4 separate regions of the Mus musculus genome follow, and regions 2, 3 and 4 are each linked to region 1. A link is a contact called in public Hi-C, Micro-C and promoter capture Hi-C data. All regions are on one chromosome and are shown on one strand. The core of a region is the stretch at or near the end of the contact, and the rest is flanking DNA. Distances in the headings are between cores, read along the strand shown.

The links. Promoter capture Hi-C pulls out the DNA fragments that hold promoters and counts their contacts. Hi-C and Micro-C count contacts between places; a contact is called where the count stands out from the background.
Region 2: a contact with region 1 is called in a Hi-C map of bone marrow-derived macrophages, with 12 read pairs. The contact joins the enhancer-like site here to the promoter of Zmynd11 in region 1. A contact is called at or near these places in 1 of 484 Hi-C or Micro-C datasets (bone marrow-derived macrophages), 6 of 115 datasets of contacts at active chromatin or transcription factors (the 230-238 cell line, bone marrow-derived macrophages, cardiomyocytes and 3 more) and 1 of 9 other capture datasets (adipose tissue).
Region 3: a promoter capture Hi-C map of embryonic stem cells shows a contact between it and region 1, with 3 times the contacts expected there. The contact joins the enhancer-like site here to the promoter of Zmynd11 in region 1. A contact is called at or near these places in 1 of 39 promoter capture datasets (embryonic stem cells), 13 of 115 datasets of contacts at active chromatin or transcription factors (the 230-238 cell line, SST interneurons, bone marrow-derived macrophages and 9 more) and 5 of 9 other capture datasets (adipose tissue, embryonic stem cells, liver and 2 more).
Region 4: a contact with region 1 is called in a Micro-C map of the G1E-ER4 cell line. The contact joins the enhancer-like site here to the promoter of Zmynd11 in region 1. A contact is called at or near these places in 1 of 39 promoter capture datasets (embryonic stem cells), 1 of 484 Hi-C or Micro-C datasets (the G1E-ER4 cell line), 7 of 115 datasets of contacts at active chromatin or transcription factors (SST interneurons, embryonic forebrain, embryonic stem cells and 2 more) and 2 of 9 other capture datasets (embryonic stem cells and macrophages).

The regions. Positions count from the first base shown.
Region 1 is chr13:9,763,679-9,766,792 of GRCm38.p6, reverse strand. It overlaps Zmynd11 (zinc finger, MYND domain containing 11), which reads left to right and starts at 1,472. Exons shown (of 15, transcript NM_001199141.2): 1 at 1,472-1,738.
Region 2 is chr13:9,127,632-9,130,745 of GRCm38.p6, reverse strand. The region is part of intron 3 of Larp4b (La ribonucleoprotein domain family, member 4B); the gene reads right to left. Among named protein-coding and RNA genes, the nearest start is that of Larp4b, 35 kb to the right of the region's middle. Within about 2 kb of position 1,690, at least 45 of the 459 cell types and tissues checked have an H3K27ac peak or open chromatin away from gene starts, as enhancers often do. A contact at or near this core is called in adipose tissue, bone marrow-derived macrophages, cardiomyocytes and 1 more, where this site is marked.
Region 3 is chr13:9,153,852-9,156,965 of GRCm38.p6, reverse strand. The region is part of intron 11 of Larp4b (La ribonucleoprotein domain family, member 4B); the gene reads right to left. Among named protein-coding and RNA genes, the nearest start is that of Larp4b, 62 kb to the right of the region's middle. Within about 2 kb of position 1,510, at least 16 of the 459 cell types and tissues checked have an H3K27ac peak or open chromatin away from gene starts, as enhancers often do. A contact at or near this core is called in embryonic stem cells, where this site is marked.
Region 4 is chr13:9,236,224-9,239,337 of GRCm38.p6, reverse strand. No RefSeq gene overlaps it. Among named protein-coding and RNA genes, the nearest start is that of Dip2c, 39 kb to the left of the region's middle. Within about 2 kb of position 1,672, at least 4 of the 459 cell types and tissues checked have an H3K27ac peak or open chromatin away from gene starts, as enhancers often do. A contact at or near this core is called in the G1E-ER4 cell line, where this site is marked.

The DNA of each region.
Region 1 (3,114 bases), core at 223-2,722:
TGTGAGAGTCTGTGAAACACATGTGGATTGATGCAAACCATCCCTCAACTCCATCATTCCTCCTGTCTCCAATTTCTCCCCTCAGACCCCTCAACCTTTTGCCTTCTTTCACAACCCAGTACATAAATCCAGAGTATGTCACAGGTTGCACAGAAACAACTACATTACTTTGGTCTTCCAAACCTCCGTCCAACCTCCAGCCACTGGCCTTCTGACCCACCCTCATATACTCACCCAGTTGACAGACAAATGCAGTTAATAAAGCTGTTGGGCTGGGAAACTATAGCAAAGAAATAGGAAATCTTATAGATAGGCTATCTAAGAGAGTTATATGTAAAAATAGAAGCTATTTCTATTCTGTATAACTGGGGGGAGTCACTTTGTTTTCCTAAACTGTATTTCTCTCTCCCTCTCTCCCTCCCCCCTTCTCTCTCTCTCTCTCTCTCTCTCTCTGTGAGTGTGTGTGTCCCTCCCTCTTTCCCTCCCCCCCACACAGAAAAATTTTCATACTTGAGTAGCTTCTGCAAACTACATAGAAATATAGAAGTAGGCATTCCTCTACAGCTGAAAGAAGACCTTTTTTTAAAAAAGAGGTGATTCACTTAAAGAAGTGATTTCCAGTCCAGCAGTCCAATCCAATACGGCATGATTTCCCCTGGCATCCTTTAGTCCACCCATCTAGTTTAAGGGCGACTTCTGAAATAAACTGGTTCTTTCATTCCATCACACAGGTGGGTCCTGGGGCTTGAACTCAGACTTTCAGGCTTGGTGGTGAGTGGCTTTATTTGCTGAGCAATCTTGCTGTCCAGCCATGCCATATTTTATTATTTAAATGAATTATAAATACTTCATGATCTTAGAAGTGGGGGCGGGGGGAAGCCAGAAACAAACATCAAAAGAGCAAACACTTCTCTCTGCGATGCTGGTATCAGTGGCAGAACTGTTAACAGTTTGAAAGACCGTTTGACTGGTGTACTTCAAAAAGCCAACTCAATGCTACTCTAAGTAAGTTCTAACTTAGAGATCAGCACTGTAAACAGATGGATAATTTGTATAAGAACCCTAGATTTCTAGGGGCGTCGCCAGTGATTTTTCAGGTACATCTATCCAATGAGAATAGGGACAGGCAATCTTAGCTAATGGGTTTCCCCTTTTAAACTCCTAGCAGGCAAAGGTTGTTAGGACAACGTATGACATCTGTATATGCTTTGACTTTTCCCCCAAGACTTTTAAAGCCATATAGCTTAAGGGCTCTCCTCTGATTAGATCTAGAATTGCTCACTAGAAAAGATAACCTACTCCTCACAGCAATTTGTAATGTTCTAACCAGAGTGATAATGGGTGGTCCATTCTTTCTAAACGTCCCACTTGTGCATATTTGAGACGGGGAACTCGGGTGTCTTTGCAACTTTTTTTTTTTTTTTGAGCACAGGATTGGAAAGCGAGGGATACCGTCTTACCCACTCGGGTCAGTAGTACACGGGCGAGTGCTTGTCCAACACGGAGCCATTAGGAGCCAAGCAAAGTGCCGAGCGGGTCCACACCGCAAGCTGCAACGCAGCCCACCGGGCTTGGCCGGATCCTAACAATGCTACCCTCGTGTCTCGGTGCTCGCCTCCAGCGCGCCTGCACGTACGTAGCTCGCACGTGTGTGTTGACATGGAGTTCGTGTGTGGACCCCCTTAGAATATGCTGAAACCGATTTCTCAGCGAGGCGCCGGAGACAGGTCGAGGGAAGGTAGGAGCGGGTGCGGCGGGCTCCCCCGGCCTCGGGGCGGGGAGACAGCGCGGGCCGCGCAAGTCCCGCGCCGGCCGCTAGAGCCCCCCGTGCGCAGCTCGGCCCAGGCCCCGCGCTCGCCCGGCCCGGCCCCGCGCTCGCCCGGCCCGGCCCCGCGCGGGGAAACACTCAAGCGCACACAATGAACTCCGAGGAGGCCGCGAGCCGGGCCGGCCGCCGCGCCCGCACCGTGTGAACCGCCTCTTGGTTGGGGGATGCCAACTTTGCCCCCCAGGCGTCCTCTGCAGCCCCGCAGGCCCCGCGCCGCCGTCGGGCTGAGGAGACGCGGTGAGTGAGCGAGCGAACGAACGAGCGAGCGAGAGCGCGCGGCGGGCCAGGCCTCCAGCCGGCGCGCGACGCCCCGGCCGCCTCGCCCGGTTTCGCCCCGGCGCGCGCCGAGGCATTTTTTTTTTTTTTTTTCTGTGGTGGAAGCCGCCGCCAACATGGCGCCCCTCGAGCCCCGAGCCCTCCGCGCTGAGCCAGCGGGGGGAGCCGGGGAGGAGGGAGGAGATGGCGGGGAGGAGGAGGCGGCGGCCTGCGTCCCCCCCGCCCCCCGCGCCCGTCGCCGGCTGAGGCCCGAGAGGCGCCGGGCGGCGGGAAGGAGGCGGCTCCGGAGGGAGGGCCGGGCGCGGCGGCGGCAGCGGCGGCGGCGACGGAGCGCAGCATAATGGTGGGGAAAGCTCGGCGGCGGCGGGGCGGCTGGGCGGCGGGGAGGGCGGAGGCATCCGCGGCGGCGGCAGCGCGGCCTGAGCTGTGGTGGCTGCCGGGGCCCCGGGCTCCCGGGCGGGCGGGCGGCGGCTGCCGGTGGCGTCAGGCACGGCCCCAGGCCGGTGAGGCCTGAGGGGTGGGCGCGTTTCCTCTGTCCAGCACCTTGTACCTCCGGCTGACGTGAGGAGCAGGCCCGCGGGAAGGCCGCGGAGAGCCGCGCGCGGCCTGCTGGCTCCGGGAAGCCGCGGAGTCTTGTGAGCTCCTCCCGCCCGGTCCCCGCGCCTCCCGCTTGGCCAGGCCCTGGGGCCTTTGCGCGGAGCGTGTAGCGAGCGGGCGGACGGGGAGCGATGAAAGCGAACGCCCCTGAGACCCGAGACCGGTGTCCGTCGCTCTCCCGGGGCTGCAGGCGAGCGGGTAGCGAGGCCTCAGCTGCCTCAACAGGTCCTTCTGGCCGTCCTGGGGGGATCGGCCGTCTTGTGCCCACGCAGAGCTGCGGAGAGAAGCCGATGGGGACGCTGCCTGTGGGGTTGTGGCCTGAACTTTCGCTTGCACTGTCTCCCCTCATGCCTTTTCCCTGGGCCGAGCCGAGGGGGCTTTTGCGGTGTGTCCGTGGGACTTAGTGGTTGGTG
Region 2 (3,114 bases), core at 441-2,940, 640 kb after region 1:
ACTACACATCCTGTGTTGTCAGCTGGGATGGCAGGAATAGCCAGGGGAGCATTACCAGGACTAGCTGCAGGCATATCTACTCGTATAGACTTGACATCAATCAAAGAAGAGCACACTTCAGAAGAGTCATGTAATGCTGTTTTCTTAAAAGTCACGTCAGAGTTTCCCAAAAACTGTATCTCCCCATGTAAAGTGGACTCTTTAACTGTGGACCTGGCTTTTTTCCTTTTTGTCTTGCATGGGCCTAAGCAGCCAGTGCTGTTAGGATTGTTACTGTCTTTATCCAAACCAAGTGTCTCGTTCTCTTCTTTGCATGTTAGCTTTTCTTTGCTCAATTCTGACGCATCATTACCAAAGGCTTTAGAAACATCTTGAATTGATTCAGTGTTAATGAGACACAGGTCTGGGCTTCTGTCACTGTTGGCCCACTCCTCTTCAGGTGACAATAAACTGTGGTTTAAAGGTGGCACAACTGTAAGGTCTGGGTCTTCATTCACACCATCAGTTCTGTAACTGTTTTCAATTTGATTAGTTTCACAGTCAGGATCTGCTGCTATGCCAATACCAATACAAGTTACCATATTCCCATTGGGCACAACCTTGCTAAGAACACTGGTTTCCCAATGAAAACTGGACTCGGCATTTCCTGTGTTCTTCTCACAGATCTCTCTATAATTAGCTTTCTGTGGTTCCTTTTCAGCGTTTGCTAGTACATAGGGCCCACTGAATTGGTTGTGTAATACACCAACCAAGCTCTTCACATGTACTTTATCTCCTGTTTTGTCATGTAGGCCTGTTTCCCTTGCTTCAGGACCAGTACAAGTGAAAATAAATGCAGGGGGTGTTACTGTGCCCTGATGCGGTCTGGAGTGAGACTCGTCATTTGGCATTCTTTGTGAAAGTCCAAGCTTCAGGAGATCCGCCTTCTGGACCACCTCTTCTGTGTCTGGTTCACTTTTCACTTGCGTTAAATCATAAGTTTCTCTCTGAGCCTTGTCTGCCCTATTACCTCTACAGACATCTGCTTGACACCAACTTTTCAACTCCCTCTTGGCACGGCTCTCCGTCTCTAAAATGCTCATTTTATCCTCATCTTGACAAATGGAACTATTTTCAGAACACAAGAACAGCTCACCTCTGTTTGCCAGCTGGATACTTCCAGTTTCCAGATTGCTATCCCCCAAGGGTTGCTCCTCCACACACACTGGTCCCCGGTGGGATATAGGATTAGGGCCATCAAGTTTGCTCAAGGCAGCTTCTTTGAAATTAGCATGAACTGGGAGATAGTCCCTGTCTAAGCTCTCTGACGCTAACTTTTCAGGACTTAAATTAATCTTATCTAGACCAAAGGAAAGGGTCCTACCTGACCTGCTAACACTGATGTGGAAGTAATCATTACAGTCTAGTGGCTTTTCAGAGTTGTGCTCTCTTTCCATTTTAGAGTTTAAACTTTGACAAGTGCTAACTGTTGTAGCCGCAGGTTCAGCAATCCCATCAACATGGGAACTATCACTTGGTAAATTAACAAGTGAATCACCCATCTGACTTCCTATTCCTGAAGCACTGCTCTCTCTCTCTTCAGATACAGCACACATGCGCTGTAATGAGTCACTGCCTATGTTAATAGTTAATTCAGGGAGTAGGCCAGTATTATGTAATATACTATGTTCTGTGTGATCTTTAGGGAATTTGGCATGAACTTTTGCCCTTAGAGACTCAGCTTGCAGGTCACTGATGAGTGCTTCATCAGATGCAGCACTGTCCACCAAAGGATCAGAACTCCATTCACTTCTCTCACTAGACACTTCTCTTGTGTCACGTGGGCCGAGGACATCTTGGGGTAAGAGCTCTTCCTGCTGCAGCTTTCGCTCTCCTGCCCTCTGTATGGCATCTGAGGCAGTATGCTCTTCCCTGTTATCTAAGGGCCGATCCTCTTGGAAAACTTGGTAAGTAACAGCTGAATGGCTTTCTTCTGCAGCTGTTCCATACATGGGAGTGAACAGTCCCTCATCCATGTTCATACAATCCAGATCTACAGCACAAATACTATAAAATCTGCTTTCCCTTGAATTCTTACACAGTTTGTCACCAACACAAATACGGGTTGTATTTTGCAACTCTCCAGCAGACACACTAACAGAGTTACTCTCATTTAAACTACTGATTCCACCATTTAGCACGTTTTCTTTTTCTAATGAGTTTTTGCAAGTGGCCAGGTAACATTGTAGATGGTCACTTACAAAAGTTTTCTCCTGCTGGTCAGAAGACATGGGCACACGTGAGAAAGGCTGGTCATTTTCAGAACAAGCCTGTCTATCACTATTCATACCCAGTGGATCACTGGCAATCTCAGAATTCTCTTCGGTAGCAACAGTATCTAAATTCTTGTTAACCTCATCTAAATTTTCAGACCCATAAAAGAACTCAGAAGTGGTAGAGGAATTAGAATTCAATGACTGCTTTGATCTATGATCCTGTTTGTGCCTGGACCTGGTAAAAACTCTAGTCCACACAGTAACACCAGCGGCTGCTCTGCTGGGTCCATTTTCAACAGTATGAAGCTCCTCACCTTCAAGGGTATCAAATAATGAAGATAAAGTTTTACTTATCTTGGTCTCCGGTTTCTTCTCTTCCACACATTTTTGTAACAGGCCAATTTTCTCATTGTCACTGTCATTACTGAGTTCTTTGCTGAAGCAACAGCCCATATCGAAACTTCAGAACTCACATCACAATGTTCGTCCTTTTTTGCGCCTCTACAAATGTGTCTCACACTAACTTGCTACAGTTTGGAGACTAAGCCAACAGCCCATACCAAAAATAGCTCCTTGCAAAGTAGTCACATGCTCCTGCCACTCAAATCCAAATCCTAATGACAACAGAGTCCTGCCTGACATTCATCAGACTTCTTGTGCTGAAGTTCAAATGGCACATGGAATCTAAAGCTGCAGAACAGCCAGCCGGAGGAGAACAGAAACATATACATGGTTTTATCTGATTTTCAAACACTTAACTCTAAAAACAACTCAAGTTCTTTAGCACAGCCAGAAGAAATTTCAAACTTCTGTTCTTTTTTTTCAGTGTTTCAGTATTACCTGGATTATATTTCATAAG
Region 3 (3,114 bases), core at 261-2,760, 610 kb after region 1:
TTAACACATAAAATTAAGGTAAAACTCAGCAGCCTCGGGACACAGATTTCACCACTTCAGGTCAATCCTCGGATGTCAGAGGGATATCTCCTGAGAGTTGTCCGTTGTCCTCTGACTGGTCCATGTATATCCTAGCATGTGTCCAGCTACAGACACAAAGACACACACTTTTAAAAACTCAGTGTTGCCAGGCATGATAGTGCATGCCTTTAAACCCAACACTCAGAAGGCAGAGGCAGGCAGATCTCTCCATTGGTTCACACAGGCATGTGTGTGTGTGTGTAGTGTAGTATGTGGTGTGGTATGTGTGTGTATGTGTGTGGTGTGTGGTGTGTGTGTGTGTATGTGTGTAGTGGTGTGTGTGTGTGTGTGGTGTGTGTGTGTGTAGTGTGGTGTGGTATGTTGTGAGGAGCCGCCCTCACAGTCGCCGTTACAAGATGGCGCTGACATTAGTTGCTCGTAGTAAAATGTGCGCAGGCGTCAGGGTATCTTTCCATTACCTGAGCCCTGCCTCTCTCGTGGCTTCATCTGGCTGAAGGTGGGCAGCCAATCCTGGTGGTGCACGTCTCCAACCGTACTTCTAACCGTACTTCGCAGCCTATATAAGGGAAGGGTTTTCTGCCCTCTGGGTCTCCTCTCCTGAAGCTGATCATCTATCTCTCGTAAAGCTTTACTGCAGAAGGATCCTAATGGCCTGCGTGAGTTGTGTGTGTGTGTGTCCGTGTCCAGGATAGTCAGGTTACAGAGAAACCTCTTAAAAAAACCAAAATCAAAACCAAGGGTGGGGGACACAGTGAGATGGCTCCGGAAGGGTAAAGACACCTGCTGTTCAAGCCTGGTGACTGAGTTCAATCCATCTCTAGAACTCATATAAAGACAGAAGGAGAGCACCAACTTCACACTCTTGCACATGGGCACGAAAACATAACCATCACTATCATCACCATCACCAGCATCACCACCAATAACAACAAGACAGAAGAGTGAGATCACCTTTCTGCCTCTGGGGCATGCGGTTTCAAATACTCTCCAAGTAAACACATTACTTTCCAAGGACTTAGCTGCCTGAGGCCTTCCAGTTCCTCCCATGATCTTTCACTGAACTGAAAGAAATACAGGTCCCATACAGCTGAGAAAAGGAAGAAGGAAAGGGAGGGAGAACCTAAGCAATTTTCTTCCATACTAACAGGAAACAGACATTCTGATTTAAAATAGCTATTAGAGCTAACATATCATTCCTTGACTAAAAAATTAAAGTGACGAAAATACTTTTATGGAATCCACTACTTGACAAACTCCACAACCCATAAAAAATATACTGCTTAAAAAAAGTCTCTCCCAGCTACACAACAGACACGGGATTAATATCTAGAATATCTGAAGAAATCTAAAACTAAACACCAAACCCCAAATCATCCACCTAATAAATGGGCCAATGAACTGGACACTACTCAGTCCTCAAAGGAAACACTGACTGGCAAGTTTACACTTGAAAAGGCACCCGCAGCCTCAGCCTCAGGGAATGCAAAAACAGACTCTTTCTGAGCCCGGGATAGGGAAGGATACAAATGCTGACCTACCCCCAGAGCTCATGTCTCTAGCTGCATTATGTAGCAGAAGATGGCCTAGTCGGCCATCATTGGAAAGAGAGGCCCCTTGGTCTTGCAAATTTTATATGCCTCAGTACAGGGGAACGCCAGGGCCAAAAAGAGGGAGTGGGTGGGTAGGGGAGCAGGGGGTGGGGAGGGTATGGGCGACTTTTGGGATAGCATTTGAAATGTAAATGAAGTAAATACCTAATAAAAAATTGGGGGGAAAAAAAAAGAGGAACTCTAACTAGCCACTAGTGTAGATGGTGTAGCCAATTTACACTATCTATAGAAACCAGTCTGGACACCAAAACTACCACGTGACCCAGCTATATTCCCCTTGAGTATTCACATACCCATGTTTATTACTGCTTTTATTTATAAGAGCCAGGAAACGGAACCATCCTATTATGTGAAGCAAACCAAACCTTACAAAGATAAGTACTGTGCATTTTCTTTAATATTTGGAACCTAGCCTTGAAGGGTGGTAGGCAGATGCAGGGAAGAGACCATGAACCTAGGAGGAAGATCATGAGAGAGGAGGGAAAAGCAGAGGTAACACACTAGCATTAAGCAGAGGCGACTCTCGGAGAGGAGAAAGTGGGGGGCATGGGAGAAGAGAATTAGTGGGAACAAACATAATAATACACAGGCACCACAATGCAGTAGTAAGACCCATTACACCTTGTCGGTTAACTTAAAAATTAAGACAAAGAAAATTACATGCTACAAGAGCCTCTTAACTCAGACCTAAGTTTAGGAGACTTTAAATGTGGCAAGACCATTCTGGTAGTAGTAACACACACCTTTAATTCCTTTGATCCCAGCAAAGGCAGGTAGATCTCTGAGTTCAAGGCCAGTATAGGCTACAGAGTGAGTTCCAGGACAGCCAAGGCTACACAGAGACCCTGTCTCGAAAAAACAAAACAAGCAAACAAACAAACAAAACTCCAGCTTAAACTCATACATAATTTTACACATAACATACCTCAGAAAAGGGCCTAAATGCGAAAACCTGGATATAAAACAACAGAAAAGGTATCTAGACAAGGAGTATGACAAGAGGTGACAAGAGTATGCCACTGCAGGAAGACCTCGGCAAGGCAGGCCTGTGCGGCAGGCACGTGGGGGAAGAGCACTACTGGGACAATTCCTCTACAGATCTGACACTTCTGGGAGATGCAACCACATAGCCAAGGGTCTGTGCCCACAGAAAGTGTACCCTTTTTAGAAACATACTTCCTTCTCATTAGAACTCAAAAAGAGGCAGGCGTTTGTTTCCTTCTGCCTCCTCCCGGCCTGTATCGTTTGTACAGTGCAAAGGCTTCACTGGGCACTCTCCTCCACATGTACATGCGCTCAATCGTGGCCACCTGGCCCTCCTACGCCTCTTCTGCCCTCCTTCCCACGCTGGACCCTCCCAAAACCAAACACCCCCTCCCCCAACCTTCATGCCCCGCCTGTGAGAAAACCACAAGCACTTGTCGGATCTAGCATTATTTTGCTTACTCTGGATCCATCTTTT
Region 4 (3,114 bases), core at 423-2,922, 530 kb after region 1:
AATGGTGGAGTCTAGTTGGTAGAAGTAGAAGAACAGGAGTTGGACTCAGTGGTGTGAGGTCATAGCTGGCTCCTAGTTCCTGCCTTGCTGACCCACAATACTCATGCAGCCACGAGCTGAGTTGTTCCACCACACCTCCTCACTGTGATGAACTGAAAATGTGAACCAAAATAACCTTTCACCCCTTGTGCTATTCTTTAGGTGATCTTTCACAGCAATACAAAGGTAACTAGCATGTGTCAGAAGCCCAAGAGGCAGGCTTACTTTCTGTTATTTTCTAAATGTGTGTGCAAGTTCATGTGTGCCTGATGTATGTGTATGTGTGTATGTGTACAGAGGACAGCCTAAAGCTCTTATTCCTCGGGTGTCCATCAACCACCATTTTTCAAATTACATTTATTTATTTATTTATTTACATACATATATGGGGGTGCAATGGATGGCATAGCACACGTGTGGAAGTCAGAAGAGACTCTCTCTCTCTCTCTCTCTCTCTCTCTCTCTCTCTCTCTCTCTCTCTAACAGGGTCTCTCACTAGCCTGGAATTCACCAAGCAGGCTAGACGACTTGGCCAGCAAGCCCCAGGAATCTGCCTGTCTCTGCCTTACCAGTGCTGACTGGAATTACAAGTGTACACCATCACACCAGACTGTTTGTTGTTGTTTGTTTGTTTGTTTGTTTGTTTTCTTTTAACTTGGGTTCTGGGAAATCAAACTCAGGTTCTCCTGCTTGAAAGGCAAGCCCTTTGCCAACTGAGGGCCAGCCCCAGCTCACCACTTCCTAATCTTAAGATGCTGGTCTTAGCCTGCTCATATACTTATTCTTCCTGTGTCTATTTCTCCCCACAGTGAAATGAGTCCATTCAAACCAGATTAGATTATGTTAAATGCAGGTTTATTGGGAGGATGCTTTCAGGAGGATGAATTCACTGGCCCCAAGGACCTAGGCCAGGGAAGTCACCGTGGGGAGAAAAAGGGGGTGGGGGAAGGGAGAGGGTACAGAAAAAGAGAAGGAGAGAGAAAGAGGGAGAGCAGGGAGACCAAAATGTCTGGATTATACAGAGAGGAGCCTCTGAAAGAAGGGCCGCCCAGCCTCTGGGCTAGAAAGTTTAGGGTTGGGGGTGGGGTATACCAGGTAAGGACTGAGGGATGCTGGGAGAACCTGGAGGCCAGGCCTGCTTTGGTGTGTAAAATATGCACCTCAGTCCCTTGTCCCTGGTCCTAAACAAAAGAAGACCTACAGAAAAGACAGAAAGCCAGTTTTACAACTGTGTCTGTGCTTTAGAACAAAATAACGGACTCTGGTGCTTTGGGGAGTCCATAAAGGCGGCTGGGATGAGAGACAGGCCGTCACTAGGACCCACAAGGCATTGTGCCAGGAAGGGCCAAAACAGGAAGCACCCACTCCCATCCAGGACCCAGGACCAGATCCTGAAGCCCCATCTCCACTCCAGGGAAACGGAAAACAATCGTGGCCACCAAATGCATTTACAACCTAGCCGAAACCTAGAACCATAAGAGGATAAAAGCTTCCACCCAGAACAGCGGGATATAGTGAGACTGGCAGCAGATAGCTGTTTAAAAGCGTATCGCAGAAGCCAGGCACAGAGAGAGGCACAGAGAGATAAATATCACATGTTGCCACCTATAAAGGAAACTGAAAATTAATCTGAATCCTGAGTCCAGAACTCAGGAAGGGGAGGGGACAGGAAGGGGACACGGAGGCTGGAGGTTCACAGATAACAGAGGTGCATCTGGACCCATTGAATAACTGTTGTAAATATTGATCCCCATTAGCTGAATATTTCCAATGGGATTTTGAGCATTCTCAGAACAAATAAATGATAAATATTTAGATGGCAGATACACCAGTCACCCTAATCGGATTTGTCACTATACACGTGTAGATGACCACGTTGTACTGTGACTACGCATGACTGTTTTGTGTCGAAGATTAACTGAAGCTAGCTGTGGGACCACTCCCCTGCCATCCCAACACTCGGCAGACCATCAGGATTTGGAGGCCATCCTCAGTTAAAACCTAGTTAAGGCCAGCCTGAGATACATAGCAAGCTCTAGAACAGCCAGGGCCAAATAGTGAGGCTCCATTTTAAAATAACAACAAAAAAATGATTTTTTCCCCCTTTCTAAACTTAATCCAAGTAAAGCTCTCGGGTCATGTATTTGCTTTCTTTTGCTCTCTTTTGGCTTTTAATTTTTTGTTACCCTTTGATAATCTCAAATGTTGGTCATTTGAGAGTATGTCTGTGTATGTGGTGTGCACACACATCTGTGTGCACACTTGGGCTTTGGATGTCTTCCTCGATGGCTCTGTATTGTGTCCAGAACTTGCCAAGTGAGCTAGTCTATCTAGCCAGCTTGCTCTGGGAATGCCCCTCTGCCCACTGAGTGACGGGGTGGCAGGCACCCTGCACACCCACACACAGAGTCACCTTGGGCTCTGGATGTCCAAACTCTGCTTCTATTGTTTATGTGCAAGCACTTTGCCCACTGGGTCCTCTTCATAGGCCCTGGTTTTTGAGACATAGTTTCAAATCCAGGCTTGCCTTAAACTCTTGACATAGCCAAAGATAGCTGTGAACTCCCTATCCCGGTCTCTGATTCCCAGGGGCCAGGATTGTAGGCCCGTGTCACTGCACCCGGTTTCTTCCGTAAAACATTTTCCCTTGTCAAGAACAGGAGTGGTGCCTTCAGAATTGTTTTTCTCCTTTTTTCAATAGCACCAAACAAGCAATGGGCTTGACTCAGATTTGTGCTATACCTGTACAGATGTGCTGCTGAGGCTAAACGTACTCCTCATGAAATTTTTACAAGTCTGATGAGAAGCAGCTCTGTGATTTAACTGAGGGACTTAAAATTATTATTATTCCTTGCTCTCATAAAGAAATTTTCCATTGAAAAAAATGAAGTTTCTTTTTAAAGAGATAATAGTATTTTTTTTTTCAATCTGGTATGAGGTCTGATAGCTCTTTTCTATCCCTCCATCCCTGTCCCCTGCCCCCTTTTGGAGTGTTAATTTAGAATAAAAGCTGTTTGTTAACTTATTTCCGAGTCAGACAGATTTAAGAATAATTCTTTTTTTTTCTTTTTTCTT